2 separate regions of the Macaca mulatta genome follow, and region 2 is linked to region 1. Evidence: chromatin contacts called from public Micro-C data. All regions are on one chromosome and are shown on one strand. The core of a region is the stretch at or near the end of the contact, and the rest is flanking DNA. Distances in the headings are between cores, read along the strand shown.

Region 1 (6,044 bases), core at 456-2,955:
AGTGCAGTGGTGCCATCCCGGCTCACTGCAACCTCCGCCTCCCGGGTTCAAGCGATTCTCCTGCCTCAGCCTCCTGAGTTGCTGGGACTACAGGCACGTGCCAGCACGCCCAGCTAATTTTTGTATATTTAGTAGAGACAGGAGTTCACCATGTTGGCCAGGATGGTCTCGATCTCTTGATCTCGTGATCCGCCTGCCTTGGCCTCCCAAAGTGCTGGAATTCCAAGCGTGAGCCACCGCGCCAGGCGGTAAATTACTAAATCTTACAAAAAAAAAAAAAATTCCCAACTCAGTCACCCTAGCAACCTATATCCTCCTCTTGCTGGAGGTAAAACTGTGTTAACACCTTGATATTCTTCCAGAGATATTTTATGCATACACGGTGCAAGCAAATGGCACATACCATCATTTTACATAAATATTGGCACTCTAAATTCATGAAAAGTTTGAGCTACGGTTTCTTCTATAAAAGAGTGGTCGGGAGGATTACATCACAGAATTATGCAAAATGCCATGGAATCAGCACTCATTAAGGGCAAGTCTCCCTTTCTTCACCCTGAAAAGGGCTGTGAGGGAAAGCGTTTTCAGGGTGCCTCGGAATCACCTTGCTGCCTGGTAATCACAGCCTGTCGGGCCCCATCCACCACCGTCCTCAGCGTTTCCCATTTAGAAGGTCCGGGATAGACGCCTAACAGTGACATTTCCAACAAGCTCCCTGACATTGGAGATGCTACTGTTGGAGGGCCGAGAACCTCAATGTCTACAGTAGAAACTTAGGTGCCCTTGATTCCAACCAAGCTCTACCCCATGAGCGAATTACTCCCTCTGAGCACCAGTGTGAGTAGAAACAGCTTCTATGTCAAAGGCTGCTACGAGGATTACCTAAGATAACCCACGCCTTGCTCAAGGCAAACGTTCAAGAAACCAGAATTGGTTTGGAGATGAAATGGGAGACACAAGAGCAGCTCCAAGGGGAAAGGAACGTCCAGAAAACCAAGAAATAGTACTAGCAAAGGGTGCTGACCAGGTCCCTGGAGCTGCACCCCGGCCCCATGCGCCTCCCCATCTCCCCCGGCCGCACCGTGCCCTCCCCGCCCCCAGCACCACCCCGCGCTGCCTGGGAAACGCCCTGGCTTGGCCTGGCTTGGGGCTCCGGGCAGAAGGGAGGTCTGAAAACCAAGGTTGGGGCCTCCTGTGTGAAAGTCTGGAAGCACCAAGCACCGCATACCAAAACACCTCCAGACAACCGTATGGCGTTCTTTTTAAATTAAGTTGTTCCGGGGCGGTGGCTCACGCCTGTAATCCCACCAGGTTGGGAGGCTGAGGCGGGCGGAACCCTTGAGCATGGGATCTGGAGGCTGCAGAAAGCTGTGGTCCGGCTACTGCACTCCAGTCTGGGGGACTGAGTAAGCCCGTCTCAAAAATATAAGACAAAATGCAAAATTAATAATTAAATGTGTGTAAAGATGTAGATGACCCTCTAGCCCTCGATGAACCAGACTAAAAACGCTCCCACACTAAAGGTGGTGCCCGGAGCGGCCCCGCCCTCGGAGCACGCTTCTGGGCCAAGGCTGGCAGCGGAGAGCGGACGTGCTGTGGGCAGGGAATGAAATGGCGGAGGAAGGCGGGGCAGGGTGCGGCCGGAGCCCCGAGGCCATCCACCAGGGGGCAGCCGCGCGTCTGCGTCCCGCGGGCGGCTGGAACCAGCCCTGCCGGAAGTTGGGGCGGTGCCTTCGCTTCCGCAGCGCCGTGCCACGTGGCCGGTCAGGAAGGATCGGGGAAAACAACAAGATGGCGGCGGCCGGGGGGCGGGGTCAGCCTGGCGTCCCTGAGGCTGCGAGCCCCTTAAAGGCCCGCGTTCGAGGGATCCGGAGAGATAAATTAAGTGGTTTTGCTTAGCCTTGGGCCGTTCGACTAAATATGGGCTCGCGCGGGGACAACTGCGCCAAGCGGACGCGCCCTCCGCCTGGTCGGAGTTCATAGACCCAGGCCCTGCGGGGGGTCCCACGGCGCAGTCCCGCAAAGCTGCCAGCGTGCTTCCCAGTCGGCGCCCGTTTATTTTGTCCCAGCGTTTGCTGCTCCCTGCAAACGAGGAGGGCAGAAAACTCTTCCTCGGGGCGTTTTCTTCCTGAGCGAGAGATTAGGTTGCTGCAAATCCAACGAGGCGAGTCCTCTTGGATCGAATTAATGCATTGGCTCTTCCCTTTGCAACAGCTTTGATGACCGTTTCCCGCCTTTGTGCAAAGCATTAAAACAAACCCTTCCTACCTTCCTCCAAACGAAGGAGAAAAATCTCTATCTGGGTTTTAAAGTAGCTTCCCCGCCCCGTTCAAATGTTGGAATTTTGTTGTTGTTTTGTTTTTGACCGTAGACGGGAGCTGCCCTAGGACCTTGAATATGTGGTAAAGTCTGAAATTCTGTTAATTTATATCAGCCACCTTGGACACCTTTTCAGGAAATAAAAATGTAGACATCGGTCGCTGTGTATTATAAAATGCAAGAAATAAAGCACAATGGTCAAGTGCTCAAGGCCCACAGCTTCCCCTTCATGTCGTTGAATCTAGTGCTGAAAGACCAAGCCTTTCACGCTCTGCCGGGGCAGTTGCCCCAGAGTCCGTTTTCATTTCTCACCACTGTTTTTATTTTACGTGAGTTTGAGATGCAAACGAGCCAGTGTGGGTAAAAATAGTTAACCCCAGCTACTCAGAGTGTGATGGTATATTTAGAATAAAGGAGACATTTGTCCTTGGTTTTATTTATAAATGTGTCATCTTACATTTAGGATTCGGATTCTCTCATGCTCGCTAAGTAAATTGTGAGGCCATTGGCATGTCTCTGAAATATGACCTTTTTCTTCCTTTTTTAAAACAATAATACTTGCCTCCCAAAGGTTTGGGAGGTTAATGTTAAAAAAAAAAAAAAAAAAAAAAAAAAAAAAAAAAAAGCCTGAATGTAATAAGGCTTCCAATCGAGGGCACACGACAGTGACAGCTGGGGAAAAGACATTATTTTCTTTATGAAGAGATCCCTTATGGTTTCTTCAGGCTGGTAGGGATTTTTAACACTTGTGCTGTGATCAAAACTGTATTACTATTGATAGTATAATGTGAAGGGGGGCGGCGGAGGGCGTGGCAAGTCTTCTATTATAAGGCTTAAGGGTGGATTTTTGACCCAATCAGAGATTTAAGAGAATTTTTCTTTAGCCACTCCTTTGTGTATCCATGCCCTCTGAGGCTTCACTTCAGACTCTTACATCGTTTGGCAAAGAAGCGGTGGACAGAGTTTCTAAAGAATCCTTTAATCTAGAAAGGTCAGGAACCCTCCTTCCCCTCAGTCTGAGAAAAGAATGCAGCTTTCCTACATAGCATTTCTTCCAAAGGACCCTGCCCCATTTGTGTCCATATATTTTGCAGTGACTACCTCCTTTTTTGTCTCCTTTTGTACGTACGGTTCAGATAAAATCTCGGACAACTTTTTCAGCAAATGCCACTGGCATACCGGAACACAAGCTTTAGAGTAGAGCCTCAGGTCTTAAGTTGTCTCCAGACTTTCATTAACACAGGCTTCCTGTTAAAAAAGAGAAAATGTATTTTAAATTTTAAAATACCTTATTCTAAGAACTTTAGTTAAAAAAAAAAGAGAGACAGAACAAATTTAAAAGAACCCATACTCTAATAATGTAGTTACTTGTTCTTAGGCTAGGCTTAAGTTTGTTTTGGGGGGATTATACTGGGTGTACAATTTGTTACCTTGTTTACTTAACATTTAGAAATTACTATTATATTACTGAAGCAAATTGTGCTCAACAGAAAACATGAAAAATACAAAGAAAATCACCCAAAATGTGACTACCAAGAAATAACCACTATTATGCTAATCGTCTGTACATCTGTATTTGTCTTAAAATAATACTAGACATAGTTTTATAACCTACATTTTGTATTTACATATAATGTACTTTTTTATGGCAATAAGAATCTTCATGACTTTGAGTCTGCACAGTATTCCAGCAGATGAGTATGCCATAGTTAACCATTAACAGTTCTCCTATTGGACACCAGATTTGTTAAATAGGTTTTGAGTTTTGTTTTGTTTGAGTCAAGGCGTTGCCCAGGTGAGATCATAGTGCACTCCAGCCTAAAACTCCTGGGCTGAAGCAATCCTCCAGCCTCAGCTTCCCAAGTAGCTGGGACTACTGGCCCAAGATGCTGTATGCAGCTCGTTTTTTGTTTCTGTAAATAATGCTGGCATGAACATTTTAATACAAAAAGTTTTGTACAAGTTTCTGTAAAATAAGATTTACAGTGAATCTGTTGATACTTTTTTTATTGTATTTGATTGTATTTGGTTGTTTGATACATATTTTAACTCTCCAAACCAAATTTGTTAATTGTATTGCCTCCCCAGCCTAGCTCAAATCCTAGCTCAACTTTAATTGCCCTCACTCTTCTAAATTGATACTGGGTTTTTTTTGTTTTTTTTTTTTTTTGAAAATTGTAAATTGTATATTCTCGATGTTATATGCATGTGTGTCCAATAAATACCGGACATGGACATTAACTTCAAGTTAAATATTTAAAAGGACTCCATCACCGTCAACCTGCTAATACTACGGAAACCTGTTTTCCTTTTTTTTTTGTTTTTTATTTTTGAAATGGGGCCTCTGGCTCTTCCCCCAGGCTGGAGTGCAGTGGCGCAATCTCAGCTCACTGCAAGCTCCGCCTCCCGGGTTCACGCCATTCTCCTGCCTCAGCCTCCCGAGTAGCTGGGACTACAGGCGCCCACCGCCACACCCGGCTAATTTTTTGTATTTTTTTAGTAGAGACGGGGTTTCACCGTGTTAGCCAGGATGGTCTCAATCTCCTGACCTCATGATCCACCCATCTCGGCCTCCCAAAGTGCTGGGATTACAGGCGTGGGCCACCGCGCCCGGCCCTGTTTTCCTTTTTAACTAGTTCATTTCTATGTAGAGATGTGATGCAAAGGAAATTGCTAAAATTTTCTTTCTGATGTGCAGCAAGGATATAAACTTTGCCCTAAGATTATTTAAGTGTAAATGAACGTTTGCTTTTGTTGTTTGTTTGTTTGTTTTGAGACAGATTTACTCTTGTTGCCCAGGCTGGAGTACAATGGTGCTGTCTTGGCTCACTGCCACCTCCACCCCCCTGAGTTCAAGCAATTCTCCTGCCTCGGCCCCCAGAGTACCTGGATTACAGGCGCGCGCCAACATGTGCGGCTAATTTTTATATTTTTAGTAGAGGGGTTTTTTCGCATTGGCCAGGCTGGTCCCGAACTCCTGACCTCAGGTGATCCTCCCACCTCACCTTGCCAGTGCTGTGATTACAGCTGTGAGCCACGGTGCCCCACTTTTTTTTTTTTTTCTTCTCCCTGAGACAATGTTTCAATCTTGTTGCCCAACTGGAGTGAAATGGCTCTATCTCAGCTCACTGCAACCTCCACCTCCAGGGTTCAAGCGATTTTCCTGCCTCAGCCTCCTGAGTAGCTGGAATTACAGGCGTGTGCCACCACGCTCGGCTAATTTTTGTAATTTTAGTAGAGACGGTGTTTCACCATGTTGATCAGGCTGATCTTGAACTCCTGATCTCATGATCCACCCGCCTCAGCCTCCCAAAGTGCTGGGATACAAGCATGAACCACCACGCCTGCCCACCTCCTATATTTTTAACCCTAGTTTCTCTTTAAATGAAGTCCTTCTACTTATTATACTTGCAATAAAATACATTCCAGTAGAATGAAGAACACTTTGCTAAGAATATTAAAAGGATATGGGGCTTTAAGAACTATCGTAGGCCGAGCGCAGTGGCTCACACTGTAATCCTAGCACTTTAGGAGGGTGAGCGGGGTATATCACTGGAGGTCAGGAGTTCGAGACCAGCCTGGCCAACATGGCAAAACCCCATCTCTACTAAAAATACAAAAATTAGCCTGGCGTGGTGGTGGGCACCTCTAATCCCAGCTACTCAGGAGGCTGAGGCAGGAGAATCGCTTGAACCCTGGAGGTGGAGGTTGCAGTGAGCCAAGAT
Region 2 (6,015 bases), core at 1,268-3,767, 72 kb after region 1:
TGTGACTTGGGGGTGGGAGGGATTTCCTCTTGGTTCTCTGGCAGATCACTGAGAGTGAAAAGGAGCTGTGGAGGGGGTAGGATGTGGTCTGCCAGGTGTCAGGTGCTTTTTATTTACAACAGAACTCTTCTTGCAATAAGGAGGGATGACTGAAGAGATGGTATAGCTATGGCAAAAGAAATCATAGCTGTCATTTGTGATAGCAGACAAAGTTTCAATAAAGGGCCTTCTCTAAAGAGGACATCGTGTGGGATGTAAACTTGGGAGAAGAAAGCTGTTTTATGTAAGTTGCCCAAGGTATCCCCTCATACAATTGAGCCACTCCAAAGCTGAATCGTAGGGTTCCAGAAATCAAAGTGGGAGCAAACAAGAGAGCTGGAGGGCTCCCAGGTGGCTTTAGGAGATTGACAGCAATGGGGTGGGGCAAAGTCTGGGGATTCAATTAGACTGGATCTCATGTTTGATTCTAAAGGTAGAATACCTTCAATGAAGCATAGGAGGGAGGAGCTGGCAAATCTGGAGGATCCACACAACAAAAGATTCAAATAAACCTATTCAGCGAAGGGACAGTTTTTGAAAGAAAACTGGGAGAGGCAGAAGGGTCTGAAGGCAAATTATCTGGGCTAAAATACTTCTTAGTAGTGTGAACTCGGGCAAGTTAAACTCCTTGAGTCTCAGTTTCCTGATAGGGATAAGACACAGAGAGGAACGATAACTGTCTCTCATTGGAGTGTAGTATGATCAAGTTAATCACCAATGAGAGTTGAGAACAATGCCTGGCACCTAGTCAGCTAACTCAATGCTTTTCAGCCATGACTGTTTTAATAAAGGCCTGCTCAGGCCTGTTTCCCTGGCATAGACATACTCGGTGATGAATCTGGAAAGGCAGAATCAGAGAGGGATTTCAGGTCGTAATAAGAGGGGAAAAACGGAAGGAAAAGGGAGTGAACAACAGCACAGCAAAAACACACCAGAAGAATGAGAAAAAAGGATTCAGAATGGGGCTATTTCAGCAAAAACAGCCTTGTTGCAGGTCCATGGTGTTCAAAGCTACACTGTGTAAGGGAATGTCTCTTGGAAATTAAATGTCTCTTGGAGAAAATTTAATTTCGGTTGAAGAAGTATTTTGTGGGTGTGTGCGTGTGCCCACTTAGAGCTCAAAGTACATTGCCAAGGAGGGTGGCCAGGTTGCATACAAGGAAATCAAGATCTATAAAAAGTCAGGCAACTTGAGATCAAGTCCTAGCTCTGTCCTAAGTGGCTGATGCTACACTGAGCCAAATCAATCAACAACTGTGTCATTTAAAAAAGCGGCCAGACTATTTCCTAGGCTCTACATGTATGTAACATTTTCTGATGCTAACCCAGGGGCAGAGGCTCAAAAGAATTTAAGAGTTGTTTCCCTCACCCCTAAACCCCTCCCCTCAAAAAAAATCCGTTAAAACTAAGCATCTGGTGTTCCTTTCATTTTCCCCAGGTCCCCTGCCAAAAGGAGCAAGATTTCTAAATACTGGCAACTGGAGAGAGCTACCTCTTTTATTTTTTCCCCATCCATTTCAGGAAAGTTTAGGTTTTCATTTTGTTCCTATGGTCTGCTTAGAGTTGTTTCCAGCTTAAAGTAGGAAGAAGTAATGAAAAAAGTGAGATTTGCCGAAAGGAAATGAAGCTTGTTTTGCCTGGTTCTCTGGAAGGAAGCTGAAAAGGTAGACCACGGTTTTTCAGGTTCAAACTGCTACTCTAACAAACATTGTCCTACAGGGTGGAATCCAGTTAACCGGTATTGAGATTCATTCGCTAAGGCCTCAGGACACTGGACATTCTTTTTAATTTAATTTTTATTTTTTGATTTCCATGGCGACAGCTCACAAGACACTAGACATTCTTTTAGGGTCTCAGGTAAATGGGCAACACGCAGTCTACAAATCCTCAAAATAAATCGCAACTCAATTCGGATACTGGGGCTAGGGAATGTGCTGGTGGTAAAACCATTGGTCCTGACTGTGTGACCTTCATGGGAGGCCTGGGTGCTTAGAACAAATATTTTGAGGATATGGCTGCTTGCCCAAGGGCTGTGGGCCTGCATGTTGTTTGCTCATCATCCTGTCATTTTTTTCTTTCCTTTTTTTAAAGACAAAATCTGAACTTAGAAACACCGAAGCCAGAGCTTTTTCTAGATGCGAAGCCACATTTTGTGCGACCCTGCACTAACGATTCTAGACTGGCCTAGACCATACCAAGTACCCTACAGCTAGCCTGGAGGGGTCCGCACTGCGGGGAGAAAAGCAACAGCTCAGCTCCAACCCCAAAGGTTCCATCACCAGCCAATCCTGGGCCGGAGCTTCTCAGGAAAACCAGAAACGCCTACGGGTAGTGAATGGCACTAAGGCCAGCCTATCCGCACGAAGGAGGCGGAAGGGGTGGGGTTGAAATTACCCAATAGGATGGAAGTAGTTGTTGTTGGGCGGGAGGAAGACGCCAACTAGCGTGCGTGAGGCCGCTCCCGATAGGGGATGCAGGAAGCTCCTGGAGCCAATGGCTGCGGCGGGCGGGCGGCGGCGCGCGTGCGCGCTGGGTCCCGGAGCTGCGGGCGGGAGGCGGGGACGGTGGGGGAGGGGAGCGGGCTGGAGCGCGGCGGAGCTCCTGCCGCCGCCGCAGCCGCTGCCGCCGCAGCGAAGAGGCCATGTTGTGTGGTGTGTGGGGCGGGGGGAGGAGGAGGAGGGAGTAAAGCCTAGAGAGGAGACGGGAGAGAGACACCACACACACGGCACAAGATGGCCGGAGAGGCAGCAGCACCCCGAGCTGTCAGGCGTTCCGCCGCGGCCGCGGGGCCCACCAGCCGGCGGGGAGCTACGCCCGGACGGCCCGCAGGCCCGTGGGAGTGGGGCGGCCGCGGCTGAGGCGAGGCGGGCCGCGCGCGTCGGCGTCAGAGCCCGCGGCAGAGGCTCCCAGGGCGGCCGGGCCCACGACGCCGAAAGCGCCGCTGCGGTTGCCGCCTCGGAGGCTTCCCCGGGCCCCGGCGGCTGGACCCGGCGCGGGCGGGAGGCTCGGGCGGGCGGTCCGGCCCGGGACTCGGACTTGGGCGACCAGGAGGTGCCGGCTGCCGCGCTCGGACCCGGTGAGTGGCTCCCCGGCTCCTTTTATTGTCCTTTGTCCTTGGGAGGAAAAGCAAAATGTCCTTGAGCGCGCGAGCAGGAGGGGGCGGCGGGCCAGGCCTCGCCGCTTGGCTCTTCTCGCACGGCCCCTCTGTGGTCGCGGGCCGGCTCTCCCCGGTGGGATGCGCCTCGGTGCCCTGGGCCCGAGTCGTGGGGTCCCGGGGTAGGGGGCACGCGGGGCCCCGCTGCAGACCCCGCGGGCGGCAGGTGGGCGGGGGGCGGCCTCGTCGCCGGGACTGGATCCGCCAGGAAAGGGGCGGCGGGTGACTGCCGGCGAGAGCCCGAAGGGGATCGGGCGTGGAGAGCCCCTTTCTGTCCTGGTGAGTTATTTTGATATTTAGGGTAAAAAAATCCCTTTCAGGTTCTCCAACGGAGGAGCTTTTTAACCTCTTTCCGGTGAGGTGGGAACTCATCTTCATGATCGAATTTAAAAGAACAATGGAACCCTGACTACGTTTCAACAAAAATAAAACTTGTTTTTTTCCCTCCTATTGGGTGTTGGCTTTTAACTCTTTCAAAGCCGATTTTGAAACGGCTGCAGTGATACATGCGAAGGTACTTGCTGCTTATTAAACCTTTATGACGTTAAGGTTGTCTTTGAAAAATGCAAGTTGGAGGAGTGCTGCTGGTATTTCAGAATTACGAAGACAAGTTTACTGTGTCGTCAAAGCTGTTTAATGGAAATAGATTTGATAATTACGGTGCTAGCTGATGACGTTTGGTTAATGTTTATTTTACCGAGTAATTACGCCAAGATCATTTGATCTCCTGATATTTAAATATTATTAAATACACTGTTTGGTACTTTTTGAAAAGGTCACAAGGCGCCGTTATCTGTAACTTCTCACACCTGAATGTTAGAACGTACTTGGGTCAATTCCTAGTCAAAAGTTCGTAATTTAATTTTTTTGAGAATGTATATTATCACAAGCCATGATCGAAAAACTTTCACAAAAGAACATTCTGACACCAAATCTCTTCCTGAAGTTACTTTCTCGTAATGTAAATATGAATAAAGTAGGACTGCTCTCGGTAATGGGCGATGAAGAGGAGCCATATTTGTTGCATTTGTTGCATGTATAAAAATCTAGATATGCTTAAAACGGAACAGTATTTTAAAAGTACAGGTTTCATAAAATTTAGTAGAGTTCTGTGTATAGTCTCTAATCTTAAAAAGATGTTTGAAGGGTAATTTTTAAGTAGTGGTTTGAAGAACAAACCAGAAGCGCACAAACCTTTGTGTATTTTAGAATATATTTGTCTTCATTCTGCGGAGCTCTTGTGTTGTAAAGGTGCAGAACTACGTAAAAATAGTGTTGGGCAGACTTACATAGTACATCTGAAATCAGATACTGGTTTATTCGACCATATTTCTAAGGGCATTTTTCCAGTAAAATTGTTTTGTTTTTTGAGTAGCCTTCTTATAATGGTACATGTTACATCAGTTGCGCATATCTTGATTTTATAGAATCTGTTTTAAGTACTAATTTTGGTTTTTCAAATCAATGTTTCCGAAATTTTTGGGCACTGAAAGTGGTTTTAAATGGATATTCTGAATCTAGTTCTTTAGAATCCTCTTTGAATTGTGAAATGCAAAATAATTGCTAGCAGTTTAACCTGAAAGATCTTTTTACGTGATAAATGGGGGAGGAGAAAGACTGAAATGAAAATGTTCAAGACCCTGGTTTGAAATTAAGTAAAGGTCTAGATACTGTAAGTTTTAGAATAGCTTTAAAGACAAAGCTAATATCCCACTTGGTGAGATCAAGTAACTTGTGATTTAAAATTTAAAGTAACCAGTGGCCATTTTAACTTCACTAATTTCTCTTAGAGGAGCTAATTTCTAATTGCTCATAATTGTAAAAGAGATTTCTGGATGGTAAGGGAGATACTAAGATGATTTGTCTTGAAGAATGGTAAACTTTTTCTTTGTTTGTTTATTGCCTGTCATAAAAAGAGGGAAAGTAAAAAAAAAAAAAAAAAAGGTTCGTAATCTTAAATCAGTCCAAAAATTTGAATTTTCTGTATTTCTGTTTAATTCAATGTGTTAATCTTTAGTATTGGTCAATACAGCCAAAAGATGAGGAAAACAAAGACTGATAGATACTAAGATAAATAACTGCAACCATAAATGTACAGGTTGTGTGTCGATGAGGCGTCTCTTCAATTTACCCATCGATTTTTGTCTGTGGAATATTTTCTTGTTTCATCACACTGAATCGTTGGCCAAGAAATGTTTAAAATTCAAAACATTAATACCATCTTTCTTCTTTTTTTTAAAGGTGACTTAGAGATTAAAATAAATTTGGTTGCTGATGGTTCTGAACAAATAGAGTTCTTTTATTTGAGGTAAGACTGGGTTTTTATTGTTTTGACAAAAATTAGCTTAAGTTTTTTATTCTTTAATAATTTACATTTCAATTAATCAGTGAATGGTATCATTTAAAAAAGTTGTGATTATGAATATGAGTAAACTATCTGAAATAATTTGACAAAGCCTTTAAGCCTTTTCACTGCAGGAAAGATTAAAAGCATATATGCATAGCCATTGTAACTTAACGTACCCTTTGAATAGTTTAAAATACTGAAGGTCCTTTAAACCTTGTTTAATTTTGGGAACAAGAGAAGACTGATTAGATTTGGAGGAAAACCATGAACCAAAGATAGCTTTTTTTCTGTTGAACTCTATATACTGTGCAAACAATTTTAATCTTTTAAGTATTTAAAGAAATAAGCTTATTGGAGAATTTGAACTAGTTTGCTGTTCGTACTAACAGATTTTAGGGAAGAATGTTTAAAAAATCAGGTTTTGAGCATAGATTTTAAGTTTCTTTTTTGTAATTAAGAAGTTTAAAAACACTTA

Evidence for each region. Hi-C and Micro-C count contacts between places; a contact is called where the count stands out from the background.
Region 2: a Micro-C map of CD4 T cells shows a contact between it and region 1, with 10 times the contacts expected there. The contact joins the promoter of LOC144330127 here to the enhancer-like site in region 1. A contact is called at or near these places in 8 of 14 Hi-C or Micro-C datasets (CD4 T cells, blood, cortical neurons and 5 more).

Annotation. Positions count from the first base shown.
Region 1 is chr7:82,928,201-82,934,244 of T2T-MMU8v2.0, forward strand. No RefSeq gene overlaps it. Among named protein-coding and RNA genes, the nearest start is that of CHD2, 88 kb to the right of the region's middle. Within about 2 kb of position 1,706, at least 18 of the 40 cell types and tissues checked have an H3K27ac peak or open chromatin away from gene starts, as enhancers often do. A contact at or near this core is called in CD4 T cells, cortical neurons, fetal cortex germinal zone and 1 more, where this site is marked.
Region 2 is chr7:82,999,162-83,005,176 of T2T-MMU8v2.0, forward strand. LOC144330127 reads left to right here and starts at 2,518. Exons shown (of 5, transcript XM_077940425.1): 1 at 2,518-3,472; 2 at 5,435-5,501. The coding sequence starts at 2,533. The coding sequence ends at 3,180. It overlaps LOC144330128 (a long non-coding RNA gene), which reads left to right. Exons shown (of 3, transcript XR_013396020.1): 3 at 1,478-1,609.